Linked DNA regions of Gossypium arboreum: region 1 is linked to region 2. The links are chromatin contacts, called in public Hi-C maps. All regions are on one chromosome and are shown on one strand. Each heading gives the region's core, a stretch centred on a gene start, on an enhancer-like site or on the middle of the called end of the contact. The rest is flanking DNA. Distances are from core to core; before and after follow the strand shown.

Region 1 (6,851 bases), core at 4,001-6,500, 210 kb before region 2:
TGTTTCTGATGTCAGCATCCCCAAAATTTCACACGGCCAAAGTATACGCCCGTGTGCTAGACCGTACCCCTCACACGGTTGAGACACACGACCGTGTTTCTGCCCGTGTGTTTACTATCATAAATACTGTCTTGAAATTTTTACGTGCAGGGGACACACGGTCGGAACACACACCCATAGGGCAGACTGTGCGTCACACACAGCCTAGACACACGCCCGTGTGTCTACTCATGTGGACAATATAAGGCTATTTACCAAGCTTATTTGCCACCCTTACTTAACACAACCTACATAATAGCAACCACAATCATGATAAGACTATCTCATGCAACCAAATCAGCCACAACTGACAACATTCCATTTGTGCATTTTATTCATCTATGAAAATAACATCTTTGCATATAAATCAAAATGAATATTAGCCATCATGTAAGGCTTAATACAAAATGAGGGATTTATCCCAAGCCAACACATTGACCAAATTAATAATAACACAAAAAACAAGTCTAAATCCCATAAATGTCATATTCAAAAATATAAATCAAACTATATCGAATACTTCGATTGATAGTGTGATCGATATCTCTGACTTTCTTTGGTCATTGAGTTAGATAGGCGGCACTCTAAGGAAATGAAAAATGAGAGGGAGTAAGCATAAAGCTTAGTAAGTTGCACATAAATAAATATACAACATAACTTTACCACACCCTTACTTAACACAACCTACATAATAGCAACCACAATCATGATAAGACTATCTCATGCAACCAAATCAGCCACAACTAACAACATTCCATTTGTGTATTTTATTCATCTATGAAAATAACATCTTTGCATATAAATCAAAATGAATATTAGCCATTATGTGAGGCTTAATACAAAATGAGGGATTTATCCCAAGCCAACACATTGACCAAATTAATAATAACACAAAACACAAGTCTAAATCCCTATACATGTCATATTAAAAAATATAAATCAAACTATATCGAATACTTCGATTGATAGTGTGATCGATATCTCTGACTTTCTTTGGTCATTGAGTTAGATAGGCGGCACTCTAAGGAAATGAAAAATGAGAGGGAGTAAGCATAAAGCTTAGTAAGTTGCACATAAATAAATATACAACATAACTTTACCATTCATCAACAAGAATCATGATACAAAAATGGCTTAAGCAAACTTACTCATCAATATTCAATACACCTAATGTAGCATATATTGAGATCACATTTCATGCATACCATATAGGCACCTGTGCCACTCACAACACGGTTATACTTCCCTTGTTAACTTGAAATCATACTTTCATCGTTGAACCATTTGGAACACTATTAGATATTCATTAAAACTTAAACATAGGGTAAGATGTCGATTCCATGTCCCAGACATGGTCTTACACTGACACATCTCGTAGCCCATGCATGTCCCAGACATGTCTTACACTGACTTACGTCTCAAGGCCGATACATGTCCTAGACATGTCTTACACTAGCACTCGTCTCAATGCCGATGCCATGTCTCAGACATGGTCTTACACTGGCTTTTATGATGTGGCCGATGCATGTCTCAGACATGTCTTACACTAGCTCACAATAACCCATAAGTTATGGTATGAATATTCGATTTATTTCCTAGATTTAAACGGGAACTCTACTATCTCTATTACCATCATGCTTTCTCAATTCCACAATCAAGCAATTCATGCTATATTAAATTCAAGTACAATTCAACACATACATTAACATTGTAGTTGTATTATTTACATACAACTTACCTCAGATTACAAAATGTGGCGACTAGTTGATTTAGTCGATTTGCTTGGCTTTCCCCCGGTCTAGGTTCGGATTTGGTATTTCTTGATCTATAATAAAAAAATGCACTTATTTAGTTACTTTATCAATCTATGCACTCTACAATTCATAATTGGGCAAAATGATCAATTTGCCCCTAGACTTTTGTAAAATGACCATTTTACCCCTAAGTTCGAAAATTGATTTTTATCAAATTTCTTCATATCTTAAGCCTAGACGAACCCTTTTTACTCTTATAGCAACTCCAAATTCCTACTATTTCCCATACTTAACATCTATTTTACAACTCATGTAAAATAGTCATTTTAGGTGTTTTCATGCTAACACATTTCACAGAAGTTGTTCATAACACACCCAAGACTCATTTTCTTCCATAAAAACTCAGAAAACATTACAAACCCTTTCATAGCAAAATCCTACACTTTTGATTATTTAGCAAAATAGTACCCTCATTAGAAAACTCATGCTTCAAGGGTCTCAAAAGTACAAAAATATTCAAGAAAAGCCATTAAAATCACTTACTTGTGAAGGCTTAAAGTTGCTGAAATTTTTAAAGCTCCAAGAACCCTTATTTTGCTAAAAATTTTGGTGGTAGAGAAGAAGATGAGAAGGTGATATCATCTTTCTCTTATTTTATTTCTATTTTAATCAATTTAGCCACCAAACCCACCAAATTTAGACTTTTTTTACCAAGTTTGTCTCCTATGGCCGGACATGCCTCCTTAAAGGGTCTAATTTCCCTTTAAATACCCTTAATTTAGGTTCTCTAGCTATTTGGCACTTTTAACTATCAAAATAAGACTTTTGCATTTTATGCGATTTAGTCCTTTTTCACAATTGGGCTCACAAACGTCACAATTAACTCACCAAATTTTTCATGCACTTTTAAGAATATGCTATAACATCTAAATAATTATAAAATAATTTATCCGACTCTGGATTTGTGGTCTCGAGACCACTATTTCAACTAGGCCCTAAATCGGGCTGTTACAGCAACAACCACTGCTTATATATCAGAAGAACACTATTAAAACTCATTCGTAACTTTTAACATCATCACAAACCCAAATAACCCTTACACTAAGCATTAATTCGTCATCTTACTATTCATACATTCTTACAGGCATACTATTCTATAGCATAACATGTAGAGTCCTTACCTTGACATAGAGCAATCACTTATAAAATTCGGGATCTCAACTTTAGCTTAGAGAAATACCTTCGGTTCCTCAATAACCTTGTCTTAGAAGAAAGAATAAGAGAACTCCCCTTACCTAAATTTCAATAACTATTATTATTATAATCTAGGTTCTTATTGGAACTTGATAAATGTCACATCATTATTGAATTGTCTTATCAAAAGTCTACAACTTCCAAGAAACCTAATTGAGTATTCTCTTATCTTTTAACTATTCTGGTTCACATTCAGTTGGTTCCTAACCAGCTTACCTTGCAACTTAACTTGCATAATGCCAAAATTAAAGGGTGCACTATCCCTGACGTGAACTCATATGCTCGGTATCAATTTTACTTGGTCGCTAATCTTATTCCAACTAACATAGCCACTTACAAGAAATCTTTATTGACTTAACCATAAAATTGTACACGTCCACTCTATAAGCTGAAAGATGCACTTGGGTGAAGCCTACTCCGCCAATCATACTACCTTAGAGCTATGCGCCAAACCTTGTATCCGCCATATTCGCGATGTTACAAGAGTTATACATGGGTCGGGTTCAGGTTGGGCCCTAACAAAATTTTAGGCCAGATTGATAGGCGTAGGCCCGAGCCAGCCCAAAAAAATGGGCCTAAATTTTTTCCCAAGTCCGATCCAAATAAAAATGCTAAAATCCGGGCTTGGCCCGTCTGTATTAATTTTTTAAATTTAATTTTTATATAAAAAATTAAAAAAATATAATACACCATATACACTAAAAATATTAAAATAAATGTTTCCTAGCAAATTGAAAATAAATTTAAGAAAGTTTGTATACTTAAATAACACTAAGATAAATGCAACTTAACAAGTAAATGCCTCTAAAATAGTAGTAAAATTAACGATAAAACTAGTGTTATATAATATTCAAACATTAACAACACAATAATAGCAACATAATAGTGAAATGGTGACAAAAGGTGGGAAAATAGCAGCAAAACAGTAAGCGGTTTTTAATTGTAAATACGGACCAAGGCCGAGCCAAAAACCTTACCCAAGGCTCGACCCATTTTCTAAACAGACATTTTTTTTTTTTGCCTTAGCCCATTTTTTAAGCTTATATTTTTACCCAGAACATCTTATTTTTTGAGTAGGTCAAGTCAGGTGTCCGACCCCATAAACAACTCTATCGCCTACCACCAATAGGAGGAGGGGAGAGAGAAAGAGAGCACCAAGTAACATAAGGCTAGGCAACATCATTGCACCTTCAACATGTACACCTTGAGTATGGGATGCCATGTCGGATGTCGCAATCAGGCTCTAAACAAAGTGTCAAAAGCCACCATGAACCCTCACATGAAAAATGAAGAAAACCTAAGGACACCGGTATTAATCTAGCTATTAGACTCATAGAGCTTTAAGAGTTGACATCGATAGAAACACAGTAGAAGAAGAAACCTAACAAGCATAAAAGGAAACAAGGGGCCAAATTAGAAAAAAAGAGAAAAACCCTCATGAATAATGTTTGAAAATTGATGGATAATTAGTATTCTGACATTTGAATGTTTTATAATATTCTTTTCCCTTATAGTGAAAATTTATCTTGAAAAATGGCATACAATATCTTCAACACTTAATAGCTTATTTGAAAATTCAAAAAATGTGTGTAGTTAGGCATGTTACTTCCTTTTCATCTATTCAAAGAAAGGTATATTTCATACATCAATTATGGCTTCAATAGATACTTCCATCAAATTTCATTACAATACAATTTTTCAATTAATTTCTGAAAAATCAATTTGAAGAACACAATTATTGTTTAAGTAGATTTTGAAATCTGTAATTACTTTTTATATAAAATATTTAGAATTATTCATAATCTTTTAAATAAAAAGATAAAAGTGGTTGAGCGCATTTGAACGCTTATCCTCTTATATTAACAACAGTACTAATATTAACTAAGCTAGTATTACAATTGAAACGTGAATGGCCAGTTTGGAATACAAAATTTAATAGCTAATACTGATGATTAAGTTAAGACGCAACCATTATTATGACTGGTCATTGTTTTTATTCGTAGTGTTTTCATTAACCTTTGGGAGAAATAATTACAAAAATTTTCATCAATATCAACAAACTGGATTACACCATACATATCTGTCTAAACACTAATAGTTGAGAAATAATCCAAACCCGAAAATCAAACGAAAACGGCAAATGAACCCAACGATTATTATTATATAATTGTCTGCTAAAAATTCTCTTTTGTTTAACTTATATAATCAAAATGAGTTACCTTCAATTAAAAAACCCAACTTGATTAGTGGAATATATATAGAGACAAGTTGAATACTCTGTTTTCATATTTTAGCTCTGCTGCACTCTTCTTTCTTATCAAATTTTCTGGTCCCGCTCCATAACATTTCTTCTTTCTTTTTACTTTTCTGGACCAAGTATCCTCAAAAATCAACTTGGGTTCTTTATTTCTTTTAAGACTTAGATTCCAAAGTTACCAAAAAATAGCTAATTTATGCTCTCAGTTAGGTGACTGTGAAAAGCACTGGTTTTTTTTTTTTCTGAGAGAGATATTTATTCTCTATCCCTTTTTCCACAAAAGCCATTTGCTTGCGTTTGGTTTTTTTTTTTTTTTTAACTCTGCAACTTTTTTGCTCACAAAAATTTCATCTTTTTTGGCTCACTCTTGGTTTTCTCGTCGTTTGATGAACTTTTTGATGAAGAGATTAATGGTGGATTTCTCTTCGTTTCAAGCTTCTCTTTAACGTGTTTGTTCTTTCTTTCTTTCTTTTAGTTCTTCAGCTTTCCCTTTATTCTCCTCGTGTCTCGACTCTCAAAGCTCAAAGGAATCTCTTTCCTTTTGATCTTCCTTTTTATTTCACTTCCTACTCTTACTTAAAACCACAACAAAAAAAAAACCCAGAAAAACCCAGAGAAAATGGATCCTTGTTCAGTTTCTTTAATCAAATACACTGAGCACCGCAATGAAACTAAGCTCCTTTCGCCATTGGTAAATGGAAGAGTCGAGAATAAGCCAGAAATGAAGCCTCGAATTGTACGAATTTCAGTTACTGATGCTGATGCTACTGATTCTTCTAGCGACGATGAAGAAGAAACACGAATGATACGACGCCGTTCTAGGAACAGAGTCAAGAAGTTCGTCAACGAGATTACCATTGAATCAACAAATCCCACAGAGTCGAGGTGTGTTCGAAAAAAGCCGGCGGCGGAGAAGTTAAAAGTTAAAGCGGCGGCGAAAGTACCGGCGGGGAAGAAGTTTAGAGGGGTAAGGCAACGACCTTGGGGAAAATGGGCAGCGGAGATAAGAGACCCGTTAAGACGTGTGCGGTTATGGTTAGGTACCTATAACACCGCCGAAGAAGCAGCAATGGTTTACGACAAAGCGGCTATTCAGCTACGTGGTCACGACGCCCTCACCAACTTTACAACTCCTCCGATGAAAGACGAAAACATCAGCCAAAAACAGTTATCCAGTTCCGATTACAACTCCGGCGAAGAATCACACAACAGTTACCTTTGCTCTCCGACTTCCGTTCTCCGTTGCCCTTCGCTTTCCATCGACGAAGTCGATTCTCAAAGCTTCGAAAAATCGCGCGAAACCAGAAACCGACCTCGAGACGTCCCCGACGATTCTTGCTGCATATCGGGAGAAAACTTATCGGATTTCTCCGAACATTCATCCTTGTTCGCCGGCGACATATTCAGTTCAGTGCCGAGTTTGTTCGACGATCATACAAGTTTACACGAAGGGTTTTTGAAAGATGATTTTGGTTACGGGTATTTGAGTTCGGGTGGGGATTTCGAATTCGGGTTTGGTACCTTCTCGAGCTGGCAATATGTAGATG
Region 2 (7,506 bases), core at 3,856-6,355:
ACATGGATGATATCACCACAGGCAAGTTATCCGTTCTACCCGATTCAACCCAAAAAACATCCCTGCTTTCACACTTCAACTCAATAACTTTTCTTCCACAGTCCAATACAACGCTATGAGAAGTCAACCAATCCATCCCAAGGATTACATCAAATTTATTAAACGGGAATAACATCAAGTTAGCCTGAAAGCAATGACCTCTAATTGTTAAAGGGCAATTTCTACACACTTGGTCAACTAGCACATGTCTGCCTAAAAGGTTGGACACCTTTACCATAAATTCAGTGGACTCTATTAGCATGTTCATACGAGGTATCAATTCCATACAAATATAAGAGTTGGTAGACCCTGGGTCAATTAAAGCAACAACAGATATATCATGAAGAGAAAAAGTACCCGTAATCACATCTGGTGAAGATGCCTCTTCGCGAACGCGAATGGTATAAGTCCTTGCAGGCGCTTGGCCCTCGGACCTCACAGCTGTATCTCTAGGAGCACCTCTGCTACTAGCCCCACTGCTTGGGTTCTTTTGTGATCTACCCCTCGAAGGAGTATTACTCGTTTCAGATGAAGTGGTCTAGAGATCCACATTTGAAATAACCTCTTTCATCCCCTTGGCACTCGCTGAAATGACACCTAACACACTACGAACACTCCGGCCTATTTGGCCGAGCACTACCAACACTTGCAATGGAAGTGGTTTGGGCTTTAGACGCCGTGTACTGCTTATTCTTCTTTCTACTTGAGAACTCCACTGAAGCATTCAATCTGGTAGTGAATTCCCTCAATCTCTTAGATGAGGACTGATGCAGTTTCTCCATCTGTTTTTTTCTTAAGTCTCGGGACTCGATGTCAGTTTTTCTCTTCTCTTTGGCCAATTCCTCGGCCTTACATGCTCTCTCCACGAGCGCCACAAATTCCCTCAATTCTAAGATGCCAACTAATATATGGATATCTTCGTTTAGACCATCTTCAAACCTCTTGTACATAATAGCTTCTGTAGATATGCACTCCCGTGCATATTTGCTGAGTCTCACAAACTAACGCTTGTACTCCGTCACAGTCCTACGACTTTGCTTCAGCTTTAAAAATTATTTCCTTTTCTGGTCATAAACCTTTGGCTAACGTACTTCTTTGGGAACTCTTCTAGGAAGAATTCCCAAGTTATCCTCTCTCTCGGTATAATAGAAACTAGAGTATCCACCATTGGTAGGCCGAGTCTCATAGGAGTGAACTGCGCACTTCACGCACTCCTCAAGTGTGCACGATAGCTCATCAAATACCCTAATAGTATTTTCTAGCCAAAACTCTACTCTCTCCGAGTCATTATTAATATTCGCCCAAAATTCCTCTACCCCTTACTTACGAATCTTGTTTAACGGAGGTTTCTCTCTCCTAACCATATTTACTCATTGAGGAGCAACAGGGGCATACTGAGGAATCAGAGGAGATGGGGGAGGTGGAGTATTCGGATTCACATGAATGAACTCCGAATACCATACTTCTATCATATGGAGGTAAGCTTCTCTAGCTCCTCTACCTTGACTCATTGTCACGGGCCCACTATCTACTAGTGCAGTCCTTTCAACGGGAGTCGGCGCATTACTCTCCACATCATCCGCCGTAGCTACGTTAGGATCCATTTACTATATAAATAAAAATACAATTTATCTCATCAGGAGTCGTCACATTATCAATATAAAATTATGACATGTATAACTAGACACGTACTCACGCTAGGTTAGTCCTAGAACCGACTAAGCCATAGCTCTGATACCACTAAATGTAACACCCTTTACCCGAGTTCGACGCTGATACCGGGTACGAGGCATTACCATTCACAATTCACATACACATGTACTAAGTTAGATCACACGAGCCCGTTAAAATTTAAAACTTTTTCGAACTTGTTTAAACTCCTTAATATGGGCCTACAAGGCCTCAAACATCCATTGAAAGCCTTTCAAAACCAACTTTATCCTTAAACTGACTATATAAAAATGACCCTTGAAACAGGGTACACACCCGTGTGGCCACTATGACATGGCCGTGCTTATGACCCTTGTGGTTCACATGGCCTAAGCACAAGGGAACACGTCCGTGCCCCGAGTCTATGCGAATTAAATTCTAAATTCGAACCTACAGGGGCTTTCACACGGCCTGATACACACCCGTGTCCATTGCCCATGTCCCTCACACGGCATGACACGCCTGTGTCTAAAAACCTTGACATTCTGTTTCTGACGTCAGCATCCAATTTAGGGCATACGGCCAAGGTACACACCCGTAGCCAGAGGCTGTGTGCTCTACATGGTTGAGACACACGACCGTATCTCTGCCCGTGTGTTTACTACCATGCATACTGACTTGTCAATTTAATGTGCAAGGGACACACGGCCGGATAACACGCCCATGGGGCTGACCGTGTGTCACACACGGCCTAGACACACGACCGCGTGACAAAATAAGGCTATTTACCAAGCCTTTTTGCCACCCTTACTTGCACTAACCTACGTAACCTTTAACATGAAAAATCTACACAACAATACAAGGTCTAATCAGCCACACAAGATATTATCTCATTCATGAAAATATCATCATTTACATAGATCAATAATAAATATTAACCATTATCCATGGCTTTATACAAAATGAAGGGATTCATCCCAAGCCAACACATTTAGTCAAATTAATATTGACACAAAACTCAAAAGTCTAAGCCCTATACATGCCATATTCAAAATAATAAGACCAACTATACCAAGTGCTTCAGTTGATAGTGTGATCGATGCCTCCGACGTCTGATGATCCTCTAGCTAATTAGGTGGCACTATAAGAAAATGGAAAGGAGAGGGAGTAAGCATAAAGCTTAGTAAGTTGCATGCAAATAAATATAACAACAACTTTACCATTCATCATCATGTTCATAATACAAAAGTAGGCATAAGTACAACTTACTCATCACTATCCATTACAATTCACATAGCATATATTGAGCTCACATCTCATTCATTTCAAATGGGTACCTGTACCACTCACAACATGGCTATACTTTTCTCGTTTAACTCAAACTGTAACTCTCACCATTGAATCATTTGGAATACTATTGAATATTCACTAAGCTTCAAACATAGGGTATAATGCTGATGCCATGTCCCAGACATGGTCTTACATTGACTATCAAAATCGAGGCCGACGCCATGTCCCAGACATGATCTTACACTAGCTCTCACATATCAGTGCCGATGCCATGCCCCAGACATGGTCTTACACTGACACTTTTATACGTGCCGATGCCATGTCCCAGACATGGTCTTACACTGACACATCTCGTAGCCGATGCATGTCCCAGACATCTCTTACACTAGCTCTCGTTTCAATGCCGATGCCATGTCCCAGACATGGTCTTACACTAGCTCTCATAATGTAGCCGATGCATGTCCCAGACATGTCTTACACTAGCATACAATAACCCGAATGTCATGGCATGGATATCCGATTTATTTTCTAAGGTTCAAACGGGAGTTTTACTATCTAAATATTCATCATACATAATCAATTCCACAAACAAGCAGTTTATGCTATATCAATTCAGACACATATAATAACAATGTAGTTGTATTATTTACATACAACTTACCTCGGTACTCAAAATGGGGCGACTAGTTGATTTAATCTACTTGCTTGGCCTTTCCCCAGTTTAGGTTCGGATTTTGTATTTCATGATCTAAAATGGAAACATTTAGTAATTTAATCATCAATTAAATCTAAGCGCTTAATAATTTATGATTTGGGCAAAATGACCATTTTGCCCCTAGACTTTTACAAAATAACCATTTTACCTCTAAGCCCGGAAATCAATTTTTATCGAGTTTCCCTATTTGTCAAGCCTAACCAACCATTTATCTCTCTTAAAAAACCCCCAAATTTCCAATATTTCACAACATTACTATCTATTTTACAACTTTACAAAATAGTCTTATTAGGGTTTTCATGAGAAATCCCTTCATAAAAGTTGTTTATTTCATAACCATGATTCATTTTCTTCCATAAAATTTCAGAAAACAACATGAACACTCTCATGGTAAAACTCTAAACTTTCAGCCATTTAACAAAATAGTCCCCTTGTTAGAAAGCTCATGCTACAAAAGTTCTAAAAATGTAAAAATTTTCAAGAAAAGCCATTAAAGTCACTTACTTGCAAGAGTAGAGAGTGGCTGAAATTTTTTAGGCTCAAAAACCCCTACAATGGCTGAGTTTTCGGTGGAGAAGGAGATGGGAAAAAGATGATATCTTTTCTCTATCTTTTGTCTTCTATGGCAGGCCATCACTTATCCAAGGGTCTATTTGCCCTATAAAGACCCCCAATTTTGGTTCTCTAGCTATTTAACACCCTTTGCTATCAAAACAGGACTTTTGCATTTTATGCGATTTAGTCTTTTTTCACAATTGGGCTCACAATCGCTAAAATTAATTCACCAAAATTTCTATACTCCTTTATAAACATGCCATCACACATAAAATAATATAAAAAAATAATTTCTCTAACCTCGAGTTAGTGGTTCCGAAACTATTGTTTCGATTGAACCCAAAATCGGGCCGTTACAATTCTTTTATTTCTCTTTTTCTTTTACTGCCTAAACCCTAAATTAGTGCCAAAATGGGCTATTTAAATTTGTGCTAACTGGCCAGCTGGATGGTTAATGACAACAAGGAATCCGTCAACTGCCATGTCACTTTTCCGTTATGTCTGTAACGAAAAATGGTTAAAAAGACTTGTTTTGTTATTTTTTGAAAGTTGAGTGACTAAATTAAAACCTGACTGACTATTTTGTTAGTTACCTCAAAATTAAGTAATTGTTGGTTTAATTTACCCTAATGAATAATAAATTTATCATAATAGAGTAAAAAAACCTAAAGATTTATGCTTCACTGTTTCAAATATATGTCATCTGCCATAGAGTAATTTAATTTAAAAAATATAAAAATTAATTAAAATTTTAGGACAAGACAAAGCGCGGGACATCACCCACGTAGCATTTACGTTTTGAAATTTTAGCCACTTATTTTTTATTGTTTACGATGAAATGAAATTATCGCGTATTTTTGCTATCCGATAAAATGAGATTCCATCGTAATATACAAAACGAAATTTTAGGGCTATTTGTATCATAAAAAAGAAACCGCCAAAATTCCGTTCTCATGGACTGGAAACATCACAAACACAGAAAGCCTATTTTATAATTTCACTTTTTTGACTATTTTTCCTTTTTTCTTTTCACCTGAAAATGTTTCCTAATTTTCCATCATTTTATCAATTCGCATTCCATTTTGATCCGCTGAGAGAAAATCCGCCTTCGATTTTCAGGTAATATTTGCTTTCAATTCATTTTCTTCTTTTTTTTTCTTCGTTTGATTGTTAACGAAGATGGAATATAAAACGAAGAAAATCATTCAAATTAATAATTTCATGTTTAATTCAGAAATAAAAAACTAAATAAGTCAAATTTGAATTTTCTGATCTTTCGATTCGTCTAAGATAAATAATGGTTAGATTGAATTTTGAATTGGATTTTACGTAGCTTTCAGCGAATGTCATTCCTTATCGAACATAACCGACGTGTTAACGCTTAATCCCATAATTAAAATTTAAATATTGTGATTAAAAAACCTATTTGAAGGCCATGGGTGGCAATGAACTGGATGTTAGCTGGTATATTTTCTCCTTGTAGCAAGACAATGTGTTTGAATTTCAGAACTGAATTGGTGAAGAAACGGGTGGGGGTTGTTGTTGCCTTTGAAGATGACGTATCAAACCTTGGCCACCATTTATCCATTACCCAATCTTTGGAAATTCTGATTTATCAATGGACCACCATTCTTTTTTGGTGGGTCTTGTTGTCAAAATCAACTATTATGTAGAATAATCGTTACATGTTACTCATTATCCGATAATGAGTGTCGGATACAAATGTAATGTGCGGTACCGTGTTGAAGGCAATGAAGGGTTTGTCTTTTTAGCTTTTTGTTGCACTATTTGATCTAATTATGTATCAAAATCAACGATATTTCCGGCCCATAACAATCTCCTATTAGGAATTTTGACTAGGTTGTGTTCTAATTAATGAATTCATAATGCAGATATGTCAAGAATGCACATGGAAGGATTTGACAGGCATGTCTTATTACTTGTTTCCAAGGTCAAAATTTTGCCAGACTTTGAATTTTAAAGAGTTTGGTTAAATGCCTGGTGAACGGTTCTTGTGTAAAAGATGAATTAGCTTTCTTCTTTTATGACTTTGCTTATGATGAAATGCACATTTTTGGTATTGGCTAGGGAGGAAGAAAACTAAGGATAAAGTGTAGACCATCTAAAAAATAGTGAATGCACAAGCTGTTTTTGAGGATATGCTTGATTTAGGACTTTGTTATGTTTGGATGTGTCAATGTGAAAAATAATTTACTAATGCTATGTCACCTTTATTTTCAGATATTTAGTTTGATGTGTTTGAGATGGAGCATGCATTTTTTGGCTTGGGGATTCATTCTTTAAGTTCGCAGCAAATTTTATATTGGAGAAGACGCTATAAAGCCAGACAACGACCTCTAAGGGTTGTTATCCTGATACACAGAAGTTCAGAACAATGGAGCAAGTGGAAGTGATTAAACCAGGTTTGTAAAAGCTGATGAAAACCTGAAAATATGCACACATTGTTTGGCTGCAAAACCAAATTTTGCACCCTCGCTAATATACCCCCGTGCTACCTTCCTTTTATCATCCTCTTACATTATTTTTGTAGATTCAAAGATAACATGAGTGCCATTATAGGCACATTTTCTTTTTCTTCCTCAATGTAAATCTTAATGGATGCATGTCTGCAAAGTTATGTGCATTTTTGGCTAAAGATTAGGCACTAGTCAGTGAAAAGTTAAAATCCCTTTGTCATCCTCAAGTAGTTGTATTGAAACTGTAGTGTTGCATTCACCATTTTTATGTTTCCGCAAAAGCGAGGTTTAGGAATCTGCTTATAACCTTACTTTGCCCTCTAGAGAAAAACTTGACAGTGCCTTGTAGTATTATCCTGTTTCTAGTATCCTACGAGTTATGACTGTCAGCTTATTAGTAATTCTTTGTCATTGTTTAATGTCAATTGCTTTTGTCAAAGTCTCCTGATTTGCGTTCATTGTTGTATTGATTCCGTGCTGTAAGATCTCAGGTGCTTTTGACTAAGATAATGTAAGAGTTTTAACATTTTCTTCCATACATATTTCATTTGATGTTGATGTATCAGATTCGGAATTTCCCTGTTTTTCACAGATGTTGAAAAGAGAGTAGAAAGAATCTTGAAGCTCATCAAGAGGAAAAGCAGGAAAAGGGAGCCAGAACTTATTGGGCATGTTGAGGAGTTTTACAGACAGTACCAGTCACTCTCTGCGCAATATGAGCATCTTAAACGAGAGTCCGTTGAGAAAGTTCTCAAAGGAAAAGGAAAAGGAAACGAAAGT

The links. Hi-C and Micro-C count contacts between places; a contact is called where the count stands out from the background.
Region 1: a Hi-C map of leaf shows a contact between it and region 2, with 3 times the contacts expected there. The contact joins the promoter of LOC108454913 here to the promoter of LOC108468610 in region 2. A contact is called at or near these places in 2 of 5 Hi-C or Micro-C datasets (both in leaf).

The regions. Positions count from the first base shown.
Region 1 is chr1:33,650,271-33,657,121 of ASM2569848v2, reverse strand. LOC108454913 (ethylene-responsive transcription factor CRF1-like) reads left to right here and starts at 5,250. Exons shown (of 1, transcript XM_017753541.2): 1 at 5,250-6,851. The coding sequence starts at 5,924.
Region 2 is chr1:33,443,181-33,450,686 of ASM2569848v2, reverse strand. LOC108468610 (COP1-interactive protein 1-like) reads left to right here and starts at 5,105. Exons shown (of 3, transcript XM_053031438.1): 1 at 5,105-5,368; 2 at 6,491-6,672; 3 at 7,319-7,506. The coding sequence starts at 6,645.